3 separate regions of the Mus musculus genome follow, and all the other regions are linked to region 3. The links are chromatin contacts, called in public Hi-C and promoter capture Hi-C maps. All regions are on one chromosome and are shown on one strand. The core of a region is the stretch at or near the end of the contact, and the rest is flanking DNA. Distances in the headings are between cores, read along the strand shown.

What was found. Promoter capture Hi-C pulls out the DNA fragments that hold promoters and counts their contacts. Hi-C and Micro-C count contacts between places; a contact is called where the count stands out from the background.
Region 1: a contact with region 3 is called in a promoter capture Hi-C map of liver, with 4 times the contacts expected there. The contact joins the enhancer-like site here to the promoter of Tmed3 in region 3. A contact is called at or near these places in 14 of 39 promoter capture datasets (the 3T3-L1 cell line, the C10 cell line, HPC-7-derived erythroid cells and 9 more), 1 of 484 Hi-C or Micro-C datasets (bone marrow-derived macrophages), 2 of 115 datasets of contacts at active chromatin or transcription factors (bone marrow-derived macrophages and microglia) and 3 of 9 other capture datasets (adipose tissue, liver and macrophages).
Region 2: a contact with region 3 is called in a Hi-C map of B cells, with 13 read pairs. The contact joins the promoter of Bcl2a1b here to the promoter of Tmed3 in region 3. A contact is called at or near these places in 1 of 39 promoter capture datasets (the C10 cell line), 2 of 484 Hi-C or Micro-C datasets (B cells and bone marrow-derived macrophages), 2 of 115 datasets of contacts at active chromatin or transcription factors (memory CD8 T cells and microglia) and 2 of 9 other capture datasets (adipose tissue and liver).

What each region holds. Positions count from the first base shown.
Region 1 is chr9:89,263,287-89,267,297 of GRCm38.p6, forward strand. No RefSeq gene overlaps it. Among named protein-coding and RNA genes, the nearest start is that of Mthfs, 54 kb to the left of the region's middle. Within about 2 kb of position 1,460, at least 4 of the 459 cell types and tissues checked have an H3K27ac peak or open chromatin away from gene starts, as enhancers often do. A contact at or near this core is called in liver, where this site is marked.
Region 2 is chr9:89,196,887-89,200,698 of GRCm38.p6, forward strand. It overlaps Bcl2a1b (B cell leukemia/lymphoma 2 related protein A1b), which reads left to right and starts at 2,387. Exons shown (of 2, transcript NM_007534.3): 1 at 2,387-2,893. The coding sequence starts at 2,474.
Region 3 is chr9:89,702,365-89,706,582 of GRCm38.p6, forward strand. Tmed3 (transmembrane p24 trafficking protein 3) reads right to left here and starts at 2,679. Exons shown (of 3, transcript NM_025360.2): 1 at 2,382-2,679; 2 at 408-656. The coding sequence starts at 2,561.

The DNA of each region.
Region 1 (4,011 bases), core at 210-2,709, 440 kb before region 3:
CTATCTATCTATCTATCTATCCATTCACCCATCATCTATCTATCCACCCATCATCTATCTATCTATCTATCTATCTATCATCCACCCATCATCTATCTATCTATCTATCTATCTATCTATCTATCTATCTATGCATCCACCCATCATCTATCTATCTATCTATCTATCTATCTATCTATCTTTAGGATACACACACATGATTAACTGTGATTACCATGTGATCAGTGCTGTAATTACAAGTATGCACTACAATGCCAGATTATGCTTCGCTGGGGACTGAATCCAAGGCTTTGTGCCTTTTAGGCAAACATTCTACCAACTGAGCTACATTCCTATTATATAAACATTCCCACTATATAAATATTTATATAAAAGTAATATAAATATTATGGGTCTCCTTTATGTAACTAGTCATATAATCATAGCTAGTTACAATCCATTATTTGATATCACCTTTGCTTTCTGCAAGTACCCAGGAGTAGGTAGGTCTAGACCAGGAGTCATCAAACCTTCCTCAGTTAAGGGTCTAGGAAGTTAAGCAAATATTATAAGACTTAGTGATTCTGTTTCAACCACTCAATTGGATGTTGCAATGTCACAATAAGATGCTGTAGGGTATAGTTTGCTGATCCTAGACTATTCATAGTCATGTAATTGAATGTAAGTATCCATTAATTTTGTGCATTTTATTATCCCATGCATTTGTTATGTGTATATGGGGCCCTGACATGCTTACCATGGCTCCTGTGTAGAGGTCAGGATAGAGCTTCCAGGAATGAGTTTTTCCCTCCTACCATGTGAATTCTAGAGATCAAAATTGCATCATCTTCAGGTTTGGCCGCAAATACCTTTGCCCATTGAACCATCTAGCTAGCTCTCTATCATTTTCAATCACTGGACATGAGCCATACACCCTATCAGATCTCTTGCATTCCAGGGACACCCCTCTTCAGCCTGCTACGCAGTGCCAACCAGGATTCGTCATAGTCTAGGCAACACAGCAAGCTGTACTTGTCCATAGGAGAATAGGAAGCCTCATTCTCCACTTGGGCACTAACAGCTTCAGAGCACACAGTCTAGAGTGACTGGAGAGAGAAGCATTTTTCCCAGTGGCTAACAACCGGTCTCTATTTGCTCCACTTCCCATAATTTTCCAAATACCATTTCACTTTCTAACTCCATGAGTTTGACTACTCTAGGTACTTTGTATACCATGGAATCTTCTAGTTTCTGTCCTTTGATGATTGCTTTATTTTACTTAGCACAATAGCTTCAAGTTTATTCCATGTTGTAACATAAGTTTGAATTCCCTTTCTTTTGGGGCTATAGCATACTGGGTGAGTTCTTGCCTTGTGTGCTCATTGCTGGCCCTGGTTTCCATGCTTCATCACTACGGATGGTTTCCTTCCACTACTAGGCTGAATAATATTGCATGTGTGTCTATGGCACAGTTTGCTTTTGCAGTCATCTGGTGTTGTGCAATTGCTGTTTCCACCTGTTGATTATGAGACTGTTGTGAGCAGTGCTGTTCAAAGTCTCTGCATTTACTTTTTGGAATTTATATTCACAGAAGAATTTCCAAATCAATGAGGATTCTGTTTATTTTTACTGTAGAAACTACTGGTTTTTTGTTTTTGGTTTTGGTTTATTTGCTATTGTTGTTGTTTTGTTTTTGTTTTTTGGTTTTTGGTTTTGGTTTTGGTTTTGGTTTTTCAAAACAGGGATTCTCTGTGTAGCCCTGGCTGTCCTGGAACTCACTCTGTAGACCAGGTTGGCCTTGAACTCAGAAATCCACCTACTTCTGCCTCCCAAGTGCTGGGATTAAAGGCGTGCGCCACCACTGCCCAGCTACGACTGTATTTTTATTTCACTCAGAGACCACAACGCTTTGCATTTCCACCAAGAATAGGCATGTACCAATGTTTTAACTTTGCTTTTACAGTTTGGCTGACATTTGTTATTTTTGTTTTCTGATAATAGCCATTTTTAATGGTATCTGCTTTTTGGTTTTAATAAAATAAAAATTGAAGTTTCAGCATGTTCAGCTGAAGACTCTTCAGGAATCATCCAAGTGGGATGTCAGGCTGACCTGACAGTTGGGCACCAGAGGCTTGAGCCTGAAAGAAAGAAGGGAAGTTCATTAATTCACCAACACATAGATGGTGTGTCATCGGTCTGTGCAGAAAGAAGGTTGTCGAGAATTGGGGCAGGGGAGGGCACAGAAGTGCCTGTGGAAGTTGACCAAATAGAGATAGGACAGGAGGAGATGTTGCAGTGGAAGAGCCAGTGGAAGAGTGACAATGCTGATGCCTGGGTAGGGCAGGAGGCTCTGCTGAGAAGGGTGCATGGCCTCTTGTATCAGAAGAGATCTGAGGTCATGTGAGTGCAGGTAGCTGTACTGTACTGATATTGTATGGGGATCAAGAGGTTTGAGCATCTGAAGTCCAGCAAGTATGTTATGAGGCTTTTCCAGTAGCAGAAAGTTTTCACTGTGCTCCTGGAAACTGGGCTGTGGCTTCTAGATACTGTGCCCAGTTTCTTATTTCTAGCATGTAGGTGGGTAGGGCCTGTAGAAGTACCTATTGTCTTAAATTATTATCAGAAGTGGAGAACTGTCTTGTTATGATGTTCCATCTCAATCTTCCAGGAAAGAGAGTCAGAAAAATCTCTGAATCTGAAACAGGGGAGCTCGTGCAGATGGGAGCAACACATTTGACTCAGAGTATCTTCATGAATGTAGTTCTGTTACAGATAACATGGGTCCCACACAGCCTGTTTTAGGTTGGTGTAGGTGCTAAGGGAGGAGCTAGGTTCCAGGTTTCCTTTGATTCTCTGCTTGTCCGTTCTATGCATGTGGGATTTATCTGCATGGCTATAAGACTTCTGCCTGCCCTCTGGTCCCTCTAGAGTCAACTTTCCAGGCAGGAATAAGGTAGAAGGTACAAACTCAGACCAATGAAGTCAGTTCTGTTTTCTATCATTTTCTGTTGACATCTGTCATGAGTGGGCAATGACAGAAATACAAATGGCCATATTTGTGTCTGTCTACTATGTCAGAATTTATTGAATGACCAATAAATTTCCAAGTTGTGTCAGTTCTGCTGGCTGGAATTTGCCAAGTAATCTGATTTCTCTTGATAGCTGGCCATTGACAAACAGATTTTTTTTTTAATTTAAATTTTTTTCTCTTTTTGTATATACATTCCAGGCTACATCTGTAGAGGTCAGAGAACTTAGAGAAATTGGTGGTGCCATTGAAAGTAGTCTAAAGGTCATGGGCAGGAAAAGACTTGAGCTGGAGCCTGGAGACAGGCAGCGGCCCATTATTGACACTGTGCCTGATACATATCTGTCTTGGGGCTCTCCTTTTATAGCCCCAGTTGAGGGGATTGCATTTTACCAATTTGTACCTCCAGGTGTGCTGGCAGGTACAGTTGTTGGCCACCATTGTGTGGTTATAAACAAGACATATAGAGTCATTTTTTCTTGGCACTTATACTCAAGATGGAGTAACTAAGATCAAGGTTGCTGTTGTCTAAAGTCAAGTTATTCTGGGCTACTTATTCCATACATCACTGAATAATTCAGGGCAGGTCTAGTCTATGCTCACATCTCACTGGCCAGATGGTTCACCTGTGCATCTCTAGTTAGAACAGAGTCAGGGAGGCATTTCTAATAGAGCATAGTGATATGTTTGGTGAATTTAGGATTCTATAGTCATTATAGACTATTGAGATAAGAAAATGCTGATATTAGCTAAGCTACTAGAGTGCCTTCTTTAGGACAGGTTAGGTGAGGAGGGGGAAGAGCACGAATCAAGCAGACTCATGCATAGGAGGCAGAAAGGAGAGAGTACACAGGAGGAAGGGAGAGAGAGAAGGAGGGAAGGCGGGAGGGAGCAGTTCTCAAGGCCATGGTTACCCCAGTGGTGCTCATTATAAAACTGAAATGTCAGGAGTTTCTAAATGTCACGTGAATTATTTTCACCTCTTTCTAAATAGGACTACGTGA
Region 2 (3,812 bases), core at 1,137-3,636, 510 kb before region 3:
ACACACTTTCTGATCAGCTTCTTGTTTCTTATCCACATTGCCCTCTGGGTACTATTCTGCCCCAGACATTTTGTGATTTATTGATATATAATTTTTTAATGGTACTATGTATGTGGTATTTTTCTTTTTCTCTTTCATCTATCTTTAAAATACAATTATTTGTAAACTCTCCAAAATAAATTAAGTAAGGCCAAGGTATTTTTTTAATTAAAGGTAGCTCCTTCTTGGACAAATATTTCAGAAATATAAAATCAAGATATAGTTGGACCTAGTTTTCACTTTAGTGTATTTCAACTATTCAACAAAGACCAGCTATTTGCCTCTCCTGGGTCCAGACTTAAGGCAATAGGTGGAGCGTGAAGAAGATATGGAAAAGGCACCCCTGACCACACAAGACTATTGAAATTCTTAAGCCACATTCTTTGATTACTTTGTCAGTAACTCTGAGCATCACAGGACTGTGAGATGGGGAAAACCATCCTCCTATCATTGTGGTGGCTCCTAGGATGCTCAAATACCATTAGAGGCCAGAAAGGAGTTCTGGCCTTGTGATCTTTGAGCTAACAGAAATAGTCATAGAGGACTTTTGCACGGTAAGATATTAGAGAACTGCGGTGGCTCTAGAACCATGAGCTGTCTGTTCTGTATGGAAACTCCAAAAAGAAAACTCTGTGTTAAGTAGATATGAGAAGAGCAGAGGGGAGGGTAAGAGGGAGGGAGCCACAAGAAACTGGCAAGCTGCAAGAGAGTTACTACTCAGGGCAGACCCTTGTGAGGAAGAGAAGTGGGGGGAAGTGGGGTTGGAGAGCACTCAAAAAGCAGGTTAATATAATCTACATGTTGCATAAAGTTGTATAACCGGTTTCCTTCTGAGGACATTGGCTTGTATGGGAGTGTGGCTTCAGAGTCCTGCCTTGCTATCACTGAATGGAAACAGGCAGTGGGGCCTGTGGCCTCTAATGCAGTTGGTGGTAGGTTTAAGACAGGTCAGCTAGCTTTGAATCAATGACTGTTGTGTGTTTCCACATCTACCACAAGTTTCTATTTCCCTGCACTCTGAGCAGCCTCTCTCCCTCCCTTCTCAACTTTATAGTAACGGTTCATAAATACAAGTTGTAAATGAATTTCTCTTCTGTGTTTGCCGTTGCTCATTAGATGCTGATGCAAAGAATCGAAGTCGTTGCATGTATGAAGGAGGAAAACGGGAGGAGGAAACAGTTGATATTTCTAAGGATGTGAATTGTTTCTATTTCTCCACCACTGACTCTTCAGGCAAGCATAGCTCCTCATCTCCATGCATTCAGCAGCTGCTTTCACTGCTACATGCTTAGGTGAGGGGACTTAAGATGCAATTCAAAGTTTCAATGTTGCCTTAACCACTGATTCACAATCTCCACTAAGCTCTCAGAGTTGCTTATCAAAGCTCAACAAAATGATATATTTTCTCTTACTTCAAATTGTGGACTCTGGAAGTTCTGTACTCACTAGGTCCGGGGGTACGTGAGAAGCCAAATCCTCATTCATTCATGACAGAATGAAGAGAGCATCATGAAGCACCTACATCTCACAGACACAGTAGCAGGAGCAGTATTTAGGTCATCTCCTTTAGCTTCACCCCAAGCCTCTAAAGTCAGTCTCGATGGCTTCCTTTTTCAAGTTCAAGCCAAAGCCACAATAAACAGGAAGAAGGATTTGTCTACAACTGCAACAAGGCACTATGACTCTTATGTCAGTACTCCTAATTTCTCCCATGATTTCTAACCCAGATAATGGATAATGTATGTGATATAAGAAAATGTTTTAAGGACTAGAGAGGTGAGTGACTCAGGAATTAAGAACACTTGCTGCTGTTTCAGGGGATCCCAGGTTTCGTCTCAGCGCTTACACCAGGCTGCCTCTTACTCATGTTCTAAGGGATCTGACACCCTCTTCTCGGTTCTGTGGGTTTCCAGGCACGTGATACATATACATACTCTCAGGCAAGTCCAAAGAAAAAAGTAAACGAATACTTAAAATGAAGTATGTACTGAGTTGGGTTTATAGCCGGATCGTTTTCTATCAGAAATTCTAAATTGACGAAAAGAGCTAACTTTGTCTCCTCTCAACCTGGTCTATCTACTTCTCAAGTGTACTACTGCCAGAGTGACTTTGAAGGGCCTCTAGTTCCCACCTACTTAGAGGGATCTTGTTTCTCCACATCCTCTCATTTTTGACTTTTAAACTGAATCAGAAGAGGAAGAGGAAGTGGTGTGTTGCTCTGAAACATTTTCCTCCTTCACAGTCTGAACTTTGGCTTTCACAGACCGCCCACGCACATAAGTGACGAGAAGGAAGGACGCTGTGACATGATGCAAACAAAAATTCCAACAGCCTCCAGATATGATTAGGGTTCCTCCCCTGACAAGACCTATCTTTGCAGTCTTTGCCTCCTTGGCCTCTAGGTGGGCAGCAGCAGTCAGCTCTGCCAGGGAAGATGGCTGAGTACGAGTTCATGTATATCCACTCCCTGGCTGAGCACTATCTTCAGTATGTGCTACAGGTACCCGCCTTTGAGTCGGCTCCAAGCAAAGCATGCAGAGTGCTACAAAGAGTTGCTTTCTCCGTTCAGAAGGAAGTTGAAAAGAATCTGAAGTCATACTTGGATGACTTTCACGTGGAATCCATAGATACCGCCAGAATAATATTCAACCAAGTGATGGAAAAAGAGTTTGAAGATGGCATCATTAACTGGGGAAGGATTGTGACTATATTTGCCTTTGGGGGTGTTCTCCTCAAAAAACTTCCGCAAGAGCAGATTGCCCTGGATGTAGGTGCTTACAAACAAGTTTCCAGTTTTGTGGCAGAATTCATAATCAATAACACAGGAGAATGGATACGGCGGAATGGAGGTTGGGTATGTGTGATGACTATATATATATATATTTTTTTTTTCTAGTGAAGAATAGGAATGAAGAGTTTCCTTACTAATTAAAACAAACAAGAAAGTAACAATCAAAGGACTTCAGTCTGTTTGTATGCCTTGTTTTTAGATACTCTGAGTTAAAATTAAACAAAACAAAAATCCCCTGGGTCCTTTCCAATGGCCTCTACTTGAAATGTTTCTTTAAGGCTTTTTAAAATAAGATTTATACATTTGTTTTATGTATGTGAGTACACTTTCACTGTCTTCAGACACATCTGAAGAGGGTATGAGATTCCATTACAGATGATTGTGAACCACCATGTGGTTGCTGGGATTTGAACTCAGGACCTCTGAAAGAGCAGTCTGTGCTCTAAACTGCTGAGCCATCTCTCCAGCCCACTCCCCACCCCCGTCTTTTTATAGTTGGAGAACATTTGTGTTTCCAGCTTTAATTCTAGCTGTGAGGTCTGGGCTTGAGATCAGCACCATATTTTTTAAAACAATATCTTCAATATCAGCAGTGCAGATCCCCAAGTGCCTGCCTCTTGCTAGGGTTTCTCATGACAATCTAGAACTAGTACAGAAAGAGCTGGTATTAAATACTGTCATATGTACTTCACTGTGTTGTAATAGTCAACTATGTGTATGCTTTTATACCTACATTACTTACACACTTTTTTCCATTTTCTTAGCACACTATTATGTGTAGCTAACCAGACTCCCCTACAAAGTCACTAGGGGTCAAATATAGAGCCTAATGTGGTCTGAGCATATGTTTTATCAGTGTACTGTATCCTTAGCCTCATGGTTAGTCTTTCTGGGAAATATTTTACAAATTGGTATCTGGGCTATACAAGGAAGTGCCAATTATGGAACCATGGAAAGAAAGATAAACGGACCAAAACTTCAA
Region 3 (4,218 bases), core at 1,429-3,928:
CCAAGTCACCATCCAACCTTTTCCAAACTACCCTGAGAGCAGTGCACTACCCAGTGTGCTAGGCCCTGACATATGAGTTTGTTATGGCAGCAGCTGGTCTGACCCTCACCAACACACTCCTGAAGCAGGACATTGTTCTTCACCATCTGAGCATATGACACAGCAGACAGGTACATGTCAGAATTTTGGAAGACGTGCCACGCCCGAGAAAGAGAGTTGGAAGGGTGGAGAGGAAAAGTGTTAGCTATGAGAGGGCTCTGGCTAGAAACAGGAGACCAGAAGTGGTATGGAGTCTTTTACAGCTAGAGGGTGATTCTGGTTCATCAGCTAGGACAAGGACAAAAAAAGCAGAAACATGATGAGAGTGGGAGGGTTCCCCTAGTCCTGTCACGGTCATGCACACTCACCTGAGTGAGAGCCGTGACCCTGTTCCCCATGTCTGGGAGAATGGGGGGCTCGTCACCCACTTGGAAGTCAAAGTAGACGGTCTTATGAGAGAAGGTGGAGAACTCATTACTGAAGCAAAACCGGTAGACGCCCTTGGCCTCTGTCTTGTACGTGAAGCTGTCATACTGCTTCTTGGTCTCCCTGTAGATGACGTTGCCCCTGGGGTCTTCCACATAGCAGTCCACATCGTAGTGGCCTCCAGTGATAACCTGACAACCACAAAAAGGGTGCAGTGATGGGGAGGCAAGCAATTCTTTGAAATGCTGACCATAACGGGGACCCCGCTAAGCATTCTGTAATTTAACCCTCACCATTTTCCAACACAGACTCCATGTAGCTTCCCATCCTGCTGAGCCTACGCAGTTAAGAGGCAGTGACCACTGCACTCGGTGTTTTTCTTAGTATTACTACAAAACATTTGACAGAAGCAATTCAAGGAAAAAAATCCAAATTTATTTGACTTGCAAATAAATTCAAATTTATTTGACTTGCAAATAAATTTGAGGGCATAGTTCATCAGGGAGAAGGCATGGTATCTGGAACATGAAGGCTTCCAGGGGTAGGGGTAGGGGCTAATCACATGGTATCCAGAGTCAGGAAGCAGAGAAATGAACGATAGCATTCAGCTGGTTTCCTCCTTTTTATTCAGCCTGGTGAATGATGGTACTCCCACTTAGGGTGGCTCTTCCCACTGCAATCTAATCTAGAAAGCCCTTTACATTCTCAGAGGCTTGTCTCTTTGGTGGTTATAGATTTCCCCCCACTGATGGGGCATGCCTACCCTCAACGGCTTCTGGAGCCTCACTAGCCACATCAAGAATGCTGGGGTGGGGGGGGCGGTTGTTGTTGTTGTTCTTGTTTGTTTTGTTTTGTTTTGTTTTGTTTCTTCGAGACAGGGTTTCCCTGTATAGTCCTGGCTGTCCTGGAACTCTGTAAACCAGGCTGACCTCGAACTCAGAGATCCACCAGCCTCTGCCTCCCAAGTGCTGGGATTAAAGTCCTGCGCCACCACTGCCCAGCCAAGAATATTGTTCTTATTCTTAGGCTGCCTGTGCTGAGGCAGGCACACACACACACACACACACACACACACACTGTATGTCGTCCATAGATGTGAGAGCAGTCTCATCAGTGACTCCACCATACATGGAATTGTCAGCAGAAGCAACCTTCAGAGCGTCTACCATAGAAGGGCTTACTCATTGTACACAACTGGGGTGCCTGTGTCACCTCATTTCTAGAGGTCTTGCTTTATGGTGGTCATTCATCCCTCTGACCCTATGCCTACTCATTAACCCTAGGGGATAGAGCCTTTACCAAAGCAACTGTTAGCTATGAGATCTGTCCATGGAGACCAAAGTGCAGGACCTAACTTTGTTGAGCCATATGGTAAGCAGAGAGGCAAGCCACATAGCCACACCACTGGGGAGGGAGTGTGTGTGACTGTCCTTAAGTATACACTGGCAGGGTTCGAAGTCTGCACTGAACCCTCCTTTCAAAAAAAAAAAACCCTTCATCACTCCAACTATGTCACCCCAAACTCCAGCTGTAAAGGATGCAGCTGACTTCAGCACCAGCAAGACACCCAGCCCAAAGTGACAGTTGGGTCAGACTGCCACCCAGTGGGTGTCCAGCTAATTAATACTGATGTTCCTGGAGGTACCTGGGAGAGGTCATTCTGGTCAATTCTGCAGGGGGCGACAGGGGGCGGTAACAGGCCCCCCATCCTGAGCGCTCACCTGTAGCCTGCCTAACTCCCCAGTGCCCCTGGCCCACTTCGGGAGGGCTCTGGCAGATACAAACGTTTCTTCTCAGGGAGAAGTCAACCGGTCTGGGGTTGTTATCCCCGACCCCCTCAGCCTTTGGTGGCTAATCTTGGCCGCTCCGGATGGCGGCGCACCAGTAGCCCCAGTGAGACGCGGCTAGGGCCGCACCTGGTAATCCAGAGAGAACTTCACGCCCTGCTCCACCTCTTCGTGGAAGCACTGCTTGGCGTTGTCCGGCAGCTCGAAGGTGAGCTCAGCGCTCCGCAGTGGCTCGGCCCGGAGCAGGAGCAGAAGCAGCAGCTGTAGCAGCATCTGGAAGGATGAAGCGTGCGGAGCCTCGTGGACCATGATGCTCCGGGCCTAGTCCTCTCTAGGCTCCCGCGCAGCGACAGCAGGGACAGCAGGGAGAGGGGAGGGGCCCCCTGAAGAGACGTGGCGCGAGCTCAGCACAGCGGTTCCGGGTGGCGGCCACTCCGCGCGCAGCCGCACACCAGAGAGGTGGGCGGGGAACCTTTCCGCCCGCTGCGCAAGCGCATCACTGAGTTTAGGCGCTATTGTATTTGATGCGGCTCTTGGACTCGGGTACTTCTCAGTGCGTCCCTTCAACTCGGAAACCGTTGGGCTTCTAGTCTGTTTCTGACTTGCTGTCACTTAGTGTCTGCCACGTCTCCGGAGAAATCCCGGACGTAATGAACACATTCAGTAGTTAGGAGGACTCGATGGACTAGAAAGGAACCGCAGGGAAGGGAGGCGACGGATCCTCCACTCCCCCCTCCTACCTAAGGTGAAGAAGTGTTCAACAAAGTAAACCCCATGGCTACACTGGGGGAAAACAGGTTTTCTTGCACACAGACTCCCTTCTGGAAATAAAAGCATCTAAAGGATTTCAATTATGTTTTCGCATTCGGGTCACATTGAAAATTTTTTCAGAGAGAATCTGCCATCCCCTTTAACTTCTAAAAGTGTTGAAAGACAAGTTGATTTATTGTCTTATTCATGACAACTGCCCTAAGAAGGATATATATGATTTTATGTTCACCATAGTCCATAAACAAAGAGACATTACATGTTATAATATTTGCTGATACATAAACACTTACTGTCAGTAGAACATTATTAGATATGGTGAATCTTAATTTTAACAAAGAATTTCACTACTCATATATACTACCACATAGATAAAATTGGCATACACTACCACTGGCCATACTGGATCCTGTATCAAGGAGCTAATGTGCATGAAAGCAGCACCCATAATATAATTATTAATAAAATGTACTATCTCTGTGCTAGATTAGATGTGAAAGAGGTGTTGAGCTGTGTGCCTTGGGGCTCCTTCCCTGCTTGTCCTATTTAACATTGACTTATATTTCTTATTTTCAATTATGTGTATGCACATGTGTGTATATGAGTATGTATATATGAATGCAGGTCTCCAAAGAGGCCAGAGGCTTTGGATCCCCTGGAGCTAGAATTGCAGGCAGTTGTCACTCATTTGATAAGGCTTTTGGGACCCAAACTGGGGTCCTCTAGAAGTATTCTTAACCAGTGAGCCATCTCTCCTCCAACTCTTAACATTTTTAATGAAGAGTATTTGAAGATGTGAAAGTTATAATCATCTAACTGGAAAATCAAGTGAAGAAAAACAAAACAAAACAAAACAAAACAAAACTGAAGTTCCCACAAGTTAAAGATGAAGCGCTACATTTAAGTTCCAGGTGGTGGGGATGGGGGTTGGGAGGGTGGGGGAGGGAGGGGGAATCTGCAGTGGTTCAAAAGAAGAGGCCTGGTTTCACAGCTCTTTAAGTTGGAGCAGGCAGAATTGGAATCAGCATCAAACTACATATAAGACAAGAGAAAATGCCTGAGTTTTAAAAAAATAAATTATTGCCTTAGCAGACAGTGATCAGGTGGTACCTATTGTATTGTTTTAGGAGAGCTATTTTCCGTTTGGGGCACTAGTCAAAGGAATGTGATTAGGAGGAAGCCAGCATAGACATTGCCA